Linked DNA regions of Sus scrofa: region 1 is linked to region 2. A link is a contact called in public Hi-C data. All regions are on one chromosome and are shown on one strand. The core of a region is the stretch at or near the end of the contact, and the rest is flanking DNA. Distances in the headings are between cores, read along the strand shown.

Region 1 (5,753 bases), core at 2,801-5,300, 84 kb before region 2:
AAAAAAAAAACTAGACATGCCAAAAGAGTAAGTCCTCCAGGCTAAGCCTGAGAAGGATTTTTCAAAAGTGTTTCTATAATGGTGGTGTGGATGGTTGTTTCTTTGTTTTGTTGTGTTGTTTCTTTTGATTTGTTTTTGGTGTGGAAGGTTTTTAATTTGCCTACTTTCAAAAGCATTTTTAATGATTTCATCATATAAGAATAAATGTTCTTATGATGATTCACAGTTTCAAACATGTGTCTCTCTTTCCACTAAATCTACTCAGAAAACAAATAAGTTGCAACAGAGACACCAAACTAGGGAAATGTCTGTAATGTGAACATCATACAATAATCAAACACAGCACAGGAAAAATACTGGGGAATGGTGTTTACTTTGTTATCATACAGGTGAACCCCACCTTACAAAGATTATGGCTAAGAAAAAGAAATGTATCATTTATTTTTTGGACTAGGAATTGACATTAGAGATTTTTAAATTATGTGTAACAATCTTATGATAAAGTACAAAGAAGAAAAATGTTACCATGTTGCCACAGTTGCCTCTGATCTTTTTATAAAGAATTGACACCCCCTTTGGGTTGCTTCCTATATCCCTCTTTCCTTCTCTCCAAAAGGAGATCACTTTTTGAAGTCGATGTGTATCCTTCCTTTTTTGCTGTTGTTTTTTTGTTTTGTTTTTTGATCTTCTAGGGCCGAACCCGTGGCATATGGAGGTTCCCAGGCTAGGGGTCTAATCAGAGCTACAGCTGCTGGCCTACACCACAGCCACAGCCACACCAGATCCCAGCCGCATCTGCGACCCACACCACAGCTCTCTGAGAGACCAGATCCTTAACCCACTGAGCGAGGCCAGGGATCAAACCCACAACCTCAGATTCGTTTCCGCTGAGCCACGACAGGAACTCCTCCTTCCTGTTAATAGCACTGTACTTTTACCTCTCGTGAATCTCACCCACATCCTTTATTTATGAAATTCTTCATATGTAAATTATTCTTTATATATGTTATTTATGCATTTTGAATATCAATCCTTTGTCAGGTACATGTCTTGGAAATATCTTCATTTGTCTTAAACTTTTATGATGTCTTTGGTCATATATATATATATGATTTATTTAATATATTTCAGTTTATCCTTTGCTCTATGGACTGTGCCTTTTACTCTTAAGAAATCCTTCCCTACACCAAAGTCAGAAAGCTATTCTCCTATATTTCCTTCCAGTATTCTTAAAGTTTTGTTATTCTTATTTAGGTTTTTTAGTCTATCTGAAACTTAATTTATGGGTAGAGTAAGTTAGAGATCTAATTTTTTTTTCTCCCACATGAATGTTTTTTTTAAATAAAGGAGAAAAGTAAAGGAAGAATTAATTCCTCCCTATAATCTGTAAACTCTTCAACATCAGATACCTGTGTCTGATGTGTATCCTCCTCCCCAGTTCTTTACCTAAGTGGGATTTGAACATTACTAGTTCCTCTCCCTCCTTTCTATATAGATATATCGATATATACACACATATACGTGCAGATATATATGAATAAACACTTTTTTCCTAGCATCCATTGCTTAGAGTATATACAATATCGTTCATTTAAAATGAACTGAGTTGTGCCTTAATTTATCCCCTTTGACCAGGAGATACATCTTAATAGGATTAACTTGGTAGAAATACTGAGTCATTCCAATTAAACTGAAGGGTACTAATAACTTTCTAATTTTGCCCATTTTTAGAAAGCTTGGGTGGGGGAATCTACCCTCCCTTCCAGTGAGATTCATTTTCTTTGTTCATCTTCCAGGAGAAAAGCATAACAAAGAAGTAGGAGCTTGGATTAAAAACCTATTTTTAAAAGGCACAAAGTCATTTATTTGAGTCAGAGGAGACCATATGCCAAATTCAATTTGATAAGCATATTGTGAAGGTACCAACTCCCAGATTTAGGCTCTGAATAAGGCCTAGTTCCACTGGTTTAGTTCTTGCCACTACCTACTTCCTTTCTCCTTTCTTTCATAAAGAAATAGTTTACAAGTTAGATGTGGTCATAACCTAACTTTAATCCAAACAATTAATGAAAACTCCAGAAGGTAACTTTTTAAAAAGAAACATTCTAAGATTCTTTCAAAGAATGCTATGCTGAGACATTTTTAAAAGAGTTCCCTTATAAAAGTTTGACCTTTTCAAATAATTCCAGGAGCATGAGAATTACATAAGGGATGAGCATTGTATTTTTTTTTTTTTTTCCTGGAGGTTATGGTTTTGACAGATCACAGAGGAGGTAAAGCTAGCCAGAAGGTATAAGAATGCACTGGGGAATGTGAATAAAATGAAATGTAGTTAGTAATCACTATATAGGGAAGCAAAATCATTTTATTTTCAAATATGGTACAAAGGACAACCTTTTTACCATAACTAAAAGAAGCACTTAGATCAGAAAATGATGTCAGTGTTTTCAGATCTGTATTGACTGAAGCCCTTCACTTGAAATAGCTTCTATCAGCTGGTTCCTGAATAGAACCCAGGCAGATTGTGCCCAGCCCCTCTCCCCCCTCCCCCCCTCCCCCCGGAAAAAGCAAAACCCAAACTCTATTACCAAGATTGGGCACTATCAGGAAAAGCACCCTCTGCTTTATCTTTAATGTAGCAACAACCTATTTCTCCTTGTCTCACTGAGCAGCGCTTAGAGACCTTGAACTTCAAAATCATACTGCGTCTACAGAAACTATCCGAGAACCCACAATTTGGGGGGCGTTATGTATTCGAAAGCATCGGTCTCTTGAAAGAGTTCATCCTTTTTTTTTTTTTTCTTTTTTTTTTTTTTTAGGATCAAAGTCAACTATGCGTGTAAAGAAAAGGTAATTTTCAAAAAAGCTTGGCCTTAAAAACATAAGTTATCACAGTGCTTGGGGTTCCCTCTAGAAAAACAAGAAACAAAAAAAGAAAAAACACTTAACATTGCTGTTTTCTCTGCACGCTTCTCTTAAAATGGTCCTCAGAAGTCCCTCGGGAAAATGAAACCCACCTATCCAAATTATGCCACCCCCCCACGGACGCTGCAAAAGCGATATTCTCAGCTTAAAAGATCTTTTTTAAAAGGTATTTACTTCTGCGTAAGCCCCGAGCCTCCTCCGGGGCGATGACGCCCGGCTGCTGAGACGGCGCCGCCGCGCGAGTCTGGGCGCAGAGCCGCGGGGGGCGAAGGCGCGGGGCGAGGGCACGACTAATTAGAGGAGATGTTTGGGTTCTAAATAAAACCTGTCTCTACCAAACCAACTCGTTACCTAGCCCCGCCGTCCCTACCACCTTCGCTCTCGACACGCCGAAAACAGCCAGTGAGACGGGCGGGGGAGTGCGAGCCCAGAAAGGGAACTGAGAAGAGAAGCGCCTGTGACACAAAATGGAGAAGGAGGAACCGAGAGGGGAAAGAAAAGACTGGAAAGCGGGGGAAGGAGGTTGTCAATAGAAAAGCAAAGGGGTGATGGGGTAGAGATTACGTGGAGGAAAGCCGAGGAGGGGGGGCGTGGAAGGACTGGAAACATCAACTAGACGAACTAAGAGGAGGAAAGAAAGACGTTCAAAGGCTGAGGCTCCATTTTCAGCAGCGCCATTTCGCTTTTCCTTTCGCCGCGTTTTGTTTGGTTTTGTTTGCAGCCGGTGGATGGGCGCCAGCGCATTTCTGCAGTTTCAGCAGCTTTGGTCCGACAGATGGGGAGGGACGCAGAGCCCCGGCGCTGGCGCGGCCCCCTCCCCGGCCTGGACGTTCCGCGCACCTCCCGCCCCCGCCGCTCCCGGCGGCTCTGCGGCCTCCCCCTCGGTCCCCGGCCGGGAGGAGATGCGGCGCCCGGACCGGCGGCGACCCCCTGGCCCCGCAGAGCCCTCCAGTTCCGCCTGCGGGGCGGGTGGTGGGCGCGTGCGGCGAAGGGCTGGGGGAATCGGGAAGCGTCGAGGAAAGAAACCGAAAAAGACCAACGGCACGGGCGGAGAGGAAGGGAGGACGCACGCCAGGGATGGGGGTGTGGGGAGGGGCGCCTGAAAATAGACCTTCCGAGGGTGGCTGGGGGCCCAGCCCGCATTCCGCCCCGGGGCGGGCGGCCTGTCTAGCACCTCCACCTGCGCCGGGCAGCGGGGACGGCGCGGCCTCGTTCGCGCGCTCGCGCCGGGGCTGCGTCCCCAGCCAACACAGAGCCCGGCTGCCCAACGCGGCGCCGGGCCCAGGCCGCCAGGCCTCTCCCAGCTGCCGGAAGAACGGCCAAGGTCGGGCTCGGCTGGGAGCCCCAGTAGGGCCCGGAGGGAAGGACGGGACAATGCCAGCCTCGGGGCGCCCGGCCGGGAGGCGGCACCGGACGCCGGTCTGCGGGGTGCAAGTCCCAGGGATTTTTCGGTGCGGGCGGTGTCTCGAAGCGTCTTTGGGGTTAAGTTCTGGGGCAACTGGAGGCAGTTCAGGAAACAAAGTCAGGCTTTCTCACCCCCGACCCCCCAACTGTTAGTTTCCGTCTACTTATAGTGGGTCCATTGTAACAGTGTCCAACTGCGCCCTGGGTACATTTATTTCGTACCCCTCCCCTTTTTTCTTCACTTGCACTTGACTTTGTCCTCCGCTCCAAGTGATGTTATCTCCGGCGCTAGAGGAGTCCGGGGTTGCCGGCGCCCGCATCCCCACCGCTAGGTTCATGGCATCCGCGGCCCCCGAACCTCTGGGGAGGAGGAGTGGGGGCACACCAGGCAGGGAGGCCATGCGTCTGGGGCGGCGGCCGGTCTCTGCCCAGCTCCCGGCACGGACTTGTGCGGGGCGGCCGCCGCCAAAGAGGCACCGCGGCCAGACCCGCCGACCCGCCGTCGGGTTCCTCGCCGCCGGGCAACATGGGCCAGGACCGCCGACTCCTGCTTCCCCGGCCCTCCTTCCTCCCCCTGTAGGGGTGTGGTGACTTGAGGCTGGAAGTGACAGAGTCTACAGGCCGGTAGAGCGGAGCCCTTGGATGTGGCGACCCGGGATCACCGCAATGATAACCAAACCGCACAAGGTCCCGGGGCGTCTCAGTCAGCGCTTCCCTGGTTTTGCACCAAGAAGAGTCCTCACTTCTATGCGCCCTGGGTCACTGCGTCCTCCTATCATGGTCACCTCTAACCACAGAGCACTGTGCGTGCTACCGGCCCCCGGAGTGCTCGAATCTCTCAGACCTCGCAAAAAAAGCAGACGCGCCACCTAAACTTGGTGCCTTAGACGCTCCTCTGACGCAGGCGGCACAACCTTCCGATCCACTCACTGCGCCAGCCACGCACGCGCAGGCCCACCTGCGGCTCTGCCGTGCACCTTATAACCCGGCTATTTTATCACTGCTGCTGTATTAATTTGCCTTTAAATTTTGAAGTAACATTTAGGTTATTTCCAACTGTTGATCCTTTATATAAATAGTTTTTCAGACTACAGATTTCCACAAGGAAAACACATCTTGCCCAAATGGCAGAAAACCCAGATTTCTTGTATTCTTCTATAGGAAAAGTTGCATTAAAACACAGGTTTCAAATTACTTTCGGATTAAACTGTTTTCCCTAAGAGAAAGCTCCCTGGCTAAGCTCAAACTTTAGTCTTCACATCTTTAGTTAAGTGGATCTTCTCCGTGTGTGTGTGTGTGTGTGTGTGTGTGTGTGTGTGTGAGAGAGAGAGAGAGATTTTGAAAGACAAGGAGATCAGTGCTAAAATCAAAATTTCAAATTCAGAGAGCTATCTGTGATGGTTTTACAATATTACACAAAATTA
Region 2 (5,526 bases), core at 424-2,923:
GAACTTTTCAAACTTTGTAGTGTTCCATAAATAGACTGTTTATAGGTTTAGACTTTTTCACTATTGAGCTCTTGTCTCCACACTTTGAAAGTAGAAAATACATACTAAAAACAATTACTAAAAATGGCAGCTGTAGTAGCTTAGGAGTTTGAATTGTTTAAGGACTAAAACCAAATATGGAACCTTTTAGTTTTAAGGGGATTTCTTTTTTCAAAATGCAACAAGGAACTGAAAACAAAATTACAATGAAGGTTTATTTGCAGTTTTAATTATTTGTCCAATCTATTCCCCCCACATCCCTAAATTGGGACACACAAAAGCTTTAATTTTAAAGGACATGCTTCCTTAGGGAAATGTGGTTATCACTGTGAAACTATGCTTCAGAGTTAGGTAAAAGATTGTGGCTATCATTGGTTTCTAAGTTGCAGAGCAAACACATGCACCTGTTCTGGGGGTAGCAGGGACCCAGCTGAGCATACTTATTCCTCTCTCTGGTTGTTGGTCCATTCCACAACTATTTGGGGCTTCACAAATTACAATGTCCAGAGAGCTCACATGAGAATGAGATTTCAAAGATTATTATATAGGACTCACCCCAAATATGAGAACCAGCTAAGTATGTATGATCCTTTCTATTAAAGAAGAGATATCAAGAGCTTCACTGTCTTGGCACTACTCAGCAGCAGCTGTGACTAGCTGCCAATTTGACACCTGATGAAACAATTTCTGATGGAGAAACGTTTAAGGTTGACACCTGTCATTGAAACATGGGGTATACAGTTTTCAGACAAGCTGGAAACCAATGATAGACCCAGCTTCTTTGAACAAAAGTCAAGTAGTCTGGAGTTAAAGTCATGTAAGCTAGGGAAGTCTGGCTAAGATAATGTGAATCAAGACTTTGCAGGTAAAGATTCCCTCTCCCTTTCTTTTGGAAATGTCCTTCACGGGGGGAAAAAAAAACGAAGCCTAAATTTAAAAGACAAAGACTAAATGTTTAAAAATCATCTAAAAGTGAGGAAACAGCAAAGTTAATAGTAATTGGAGAAAGTAATGGAAGATAGGAGACTTATCATACTGTTTACTTATCTACTTTTCTCACTGATTCTCTGTGAGTTCCGATTAAATGCTATCCATAGAGCATAATTATGAACTAATTCATATAGTATGAACGTACTTGTCTTGACCCTCCAGGAATCCTGAAGCCTGAAATGCCAGGTATATAAAAGCTGGACTAAAGGGGGAAATATTTGGTTTTCAATTTGCACTGACAGTAATGTATTTCTCAGATTACACAATGTCACATGTGGGATTTTTCTCCACTATCAAAGCCTAGGTGACTCCATCGCCGCACTTTGCTGTCTCGCGCACTTGAACCGGGTTTTCTGGGCGCGCGGGGCTCCCCCCGGACCTGCCGCAGTCAGGAAACTACGCGGGTCTGGGTTGGGTTTTGAAGCTCCCGACCTCCAGGCGGATGCCTGTACCTTCAGGGTGGTGACCCTCGACGGCGCGCGGCTCCCGCTCTGGCCGGGCGAGTGCCGCACGTATGGGAGCCCGGCACGCAGAGTCCCATCCTGGCTGCCGACGGCTCGGGGCTCGAGGGCACCGCGCCGTGACGTCACGCCCGGACCTGCCGTTGCCGCGAAACGGCCGCGTTCCGGTTCCGGTCGGTTGCCCGGAGACGCGGGTACACAGAGAGAACCGGCTCCCGTCGGAGGCCGAGTGGTCGCCGCGGTCGCCCCCTCCGCGAAGTCACAGGCCGGGAGCAGACGACCCGCGTCACCGCCGAGCCGGTGGCCGGCGCCGAACCGCGGGCGCCATGAGTCAGAGGCAAGTGCTGCAAGGTAGGCCCGGGCGCCCCGACGGGTGGCGGCGGGTCCCCGGGGGACAGCGGGCGGCGGCGCGCTCCAGCGTGTCTCTCCCCGCAGTGTTTGAGCAGTATCAGAAAGCGCGGACCCAGTTCGTGCAGATGGTGGCAGAGCTGGCGACCAGACCCCAGAACATCGAGACGCTGCAGAATGCCGGTGAGCCCTCACCCCGAACCCGCGTTGCTCCGCGCCCCTGGCCTCGCCGGTCGCCCCGCATCCCTGGGTCCCTCGGCTTCGCCCCGCACATCCAGCCCCTAGTCACCCCGGGCTCCCTCACCCTGTATCCCTGGCTCCTCGTCTCCCAGTGCCCCCTGGCCTAGCCTAGACCCTGGTTCCCGTCGCCCGGCTCCCCTGCCGGCTGAGATGTTGCGGAGCGGAAGGATGGGGATGGGAGAATCGGCGTCCCTAAATTCCTCCAGTCCACCTCAGAGGCTGTAGAAGTGTTTGGTCTCTTTAGCGGATCTTTGCGGATGTAGTTTCCAGATTGGTGTGAGAGGGGGGCCGACGCCCCTATTTCCTTCTTTATCGCAACCAGGCAAATATCAGAAAGTCAAGACCTTAAGAATTGCCTGGAAGTTATTTTGCGTGAATGCGAATCTATCCTAATCAGATCCGTTTTATCCTAATGCCCTGCCTTTAATCACCTTTGACTTGACTTTGTCACCCTAAAGGAATTTCAGGGTGGTTGACACGTTATTTCTCGCCTTGCATTAGTGAAAGAGCAAAGATATGCTTGAGTATATTTTCCAAGATGTTCAAAGTAGGCTGAGACCTAGCTTTGAGAAATCCTTATGGTGCTGTTATTCCTCCTCTCAGTTCATAGTCATGTAGACTCTATAGGGAGAGGAAGAGTGTATGTGTATGTGTTTTTGTGTTTTGTTTGTTATCTTTTAACATAAACAGAGAAGATGATGGTGGAACCCCCCCACCTCTTGTCTGTCTCTCCAGATTCCACCACCATCTGAAGGTAGTATTTTATCGCTGTGTCATGACAAATCTTCAATTTATAGGACGTGATCTTTAAAACTCATGTAAATGAATGTGAAATTAGAAGAAAATTAAGAACATATTTTCAGGGCAGGAATGTTTAGACATAATGTTTTTTCTGGGTTTCTTTAAGGGGAATTATTACTGTGCCTAGATGGTAATTTCTTTTGTCACTGGGAGGGATTCTGGTGTGTATTCACTGCATATTTTTATTTGGGGGGTATATTTAAAACAAAGTATTTTATAATCATTTCAGAAACTTAATTTTGAGATAATTGTAGATTCACATGCAGTGGTAAGAAATAAGAAAGAGATCTCATGTACCTCAAAACTGTAGTATGATATCACAACCAGAATATTGACATTGATAAAAATCCATCAGTTTTTTGTTTTCCCCACTTTTACTTGTACTTTAAGTGTGTGTGTGTTTATTTCTATACAATTTTGTATTGTTGCATACCCATCACCACTGTAGTCAAGATACTTTTATCACCACAAAGATCCCTTGTGATATCTTTTTATAAGCACACCTACTTCTTTCTTGTCCCTAACCCTGGGCAGCCACTAATCTGTTCTCCATTTTGAAATTTTCAAAGTTGATTATCTTTTGTTCTACAGTTGTTTCACATGGATTAGTTTTCTTCTGCATGTGTGTGTGTTGTGTGTGTGCGCTTGTGTGCATGCCTGTATGCTCAAAGTTCCCAGAAGAGTGCTGACACACAGTGTTTTACATACACTATTTAAACTTTATTAGTAAGTATTACATTTTTTGAATGCACTTATTTTTTAGATTTTTTTCCCCTTTCTGTCCTGCTCAATGGTCTTTGTGAATGGACTCTTGCTATTTATAAATATTTAATTTTCTGGACGGTATATATACAGTTAAAATAAAACATGTTTTTTTAAAAAAAAGGGAAATTGGTGTTCTTTTAGAAATTTGATACTAAAATAAAACATACAGATAAAACTTAAAATACAGAATATCATGTTTTAGTGTAATAGTGACAAATTATCTCTTCCCATAGGTGTACAATGTAGAATATATTATAGAATTTAATCAATCCAAACAGGCTAAGTCATCATCAAAGTATAAGTGATTTAGATATGACATTCTTAAATAGCCACCTATTTCCAGTTTGTCTGGATTATGAAGGAATGGGAAAGAAAAGGTATATAACTTAATGTTTTGAAATTGTCTGCACTTGACTCATATCTTGATCAAATTGTAATATTTTCCTTTTCCCCGAGGAACTTATTTTGACATATTTGATGTTATTTAAGTTCAACTTGAGCACCCTTTTCATAACTTTAAATAGAGAGAATATTTCAATATATTATTCTTTTAATTAAAAAAAAACCTGTAAGCTTTGTTATGAAACCTTCTGTTAATAGTCAATTTAACCACTCATATGGTTTATTATTTTTTTTAAATCACCATGGATTTAAAAATGCTTTTGAATGAGCCTAATGTGTGTACATATATTATATATTTTAATCAAGCTTTTTTTTTAAATGACTTCATTTTGGTAGTATAAGATACCAATACATTTTATTCCTGACTTTGACATAACTGTCCATATACCTTGAAGGGTTTTGTTTTATTTTCATACTTTTCTCCCCTAATAAACTATTTAAATAAATATGTATCATGGGTCCAAAATAATGTAAAAAAAATTCCATATAGACATCATGATAAATCAGTAGTTCACTTGTTAGGAATTTTTAAATTCAGTGTGGAAGGAATCTTAAAGATGAAAATTATCAACGGAATTTTATTTCAATTTAAAATCTCTGATCTTTTTCATTGTGTTTTTGATGTGCTAATGACAGTTTTTACTTTATTAAATATGTCCAACATAATTTAAAGCAAAAACAAAGTGTTGCAAATTATCTTCTTCAGTGTATTTGGACAAAAATAAGTGAGTTCTAATCAAAATTGTTACTAGAAAGAGCTGTGTGCAATGTATCTGTAACCTAAGTTGTTTTTTTCTCATTGAGAGTTCGTTTCTTCTAAATCAAAAGAATATACATGATAACATTAAAAAGTTTCATGTTTGTTATAAAATCTCTTTATGCATCCTCAGACTCTATGTGTTTGAGCCATGTCTTGCAGCTATTTAAAGATGAATTTGGATACTTCCTTTCTTTGAATAATTAGTAACATATGACTGCAGTGGTAGAGATAATACATCATTACTTGTACCAACTGTGGAATTTCAGCAATTGCAGGTGATTGTTATAAAATATAAGAAAGGTGTTTTCTAGTATATTGGAGTACCAGGCCACTCTTAGGTTGTTTTGGAGGTTTTTAAAATAAGCTAATAAAAGCTCCAAGAACATGATTTTAAAACTGCCTAGCCACATAAACCTCTGAAGCAGCTTTTTATATAAGAAAAGTGGGGATAAAGTTTAAAATAATACTTTGTAATGTATTTCTTATAACCTATAGCCAAACAATAAACATGGAAAATCAGTTGTTTTCAGTTCATTTTCAGAAGTGTAGGAATAGAAAAGTTTGACTGACACTTTATGCAACTAATTTGGTTTACAATTCAAGAAAATAAGTAATATATGTTGACATAAAATTATTTGAAATTACATGTATCTGGAGCAGGGTGAAAATCTTTAGATTAATGATCTAGCACTTCAGTTAATAGCTATGAGAAGGAAAAAC

The links. Hi-C and Micro-C count contacts between places; a contact is called where the count stands out from the background.
Region 1: a Hi-C map of epiblast stem cells shows a contact between it and region 2, with 1.6 times the contacts expected there. The contact joins the enhancer-like site here to the promoter of SPAG6 in region 2. A contact is called at or near these places in 2 of 5 promoter capture datasets (fetal liver and liver), 2 of 47 Hi-C or Micro-C datasets (epiblast stem cells and fetal liver) and 1 of 2 datasets of contacts at active chromatin or transcription factors (alveolar macrophages).

The regions. Positions count from the first base shown.
Region 1 is chr10:52,653,903-52,659,655 of Sscrofa11.1, reverse strand. No RefSeq gene overlaps it. Among named protein-coding and RNA genes, the nearest start is that of TRNAN-GUU, 20 kb to the left of the region's middle. Within about 2 kb of position 4,050, at least 65 of the 83 cell types and tissues checked have an H3K27ac peak or open chromatin away from gene starts, as enhancers often do. A contact at or near this core is called in alveolar macrophages, epiblast stem cells, fetal liver and 1 more, where this site is marked.
Region 2 is chr10:52,568,124-52,573,649 of Sscrofa11.1, reverse strand. It overlaps SPAG6 (sperm associated antigen 6), which reads left to right and starts at 1,673. Exons shown (of 11, transcript NM_001159312.1): 1 at 1,673-1,841; 2 at 1,926-2,021. The coding sequence starts at 1,817.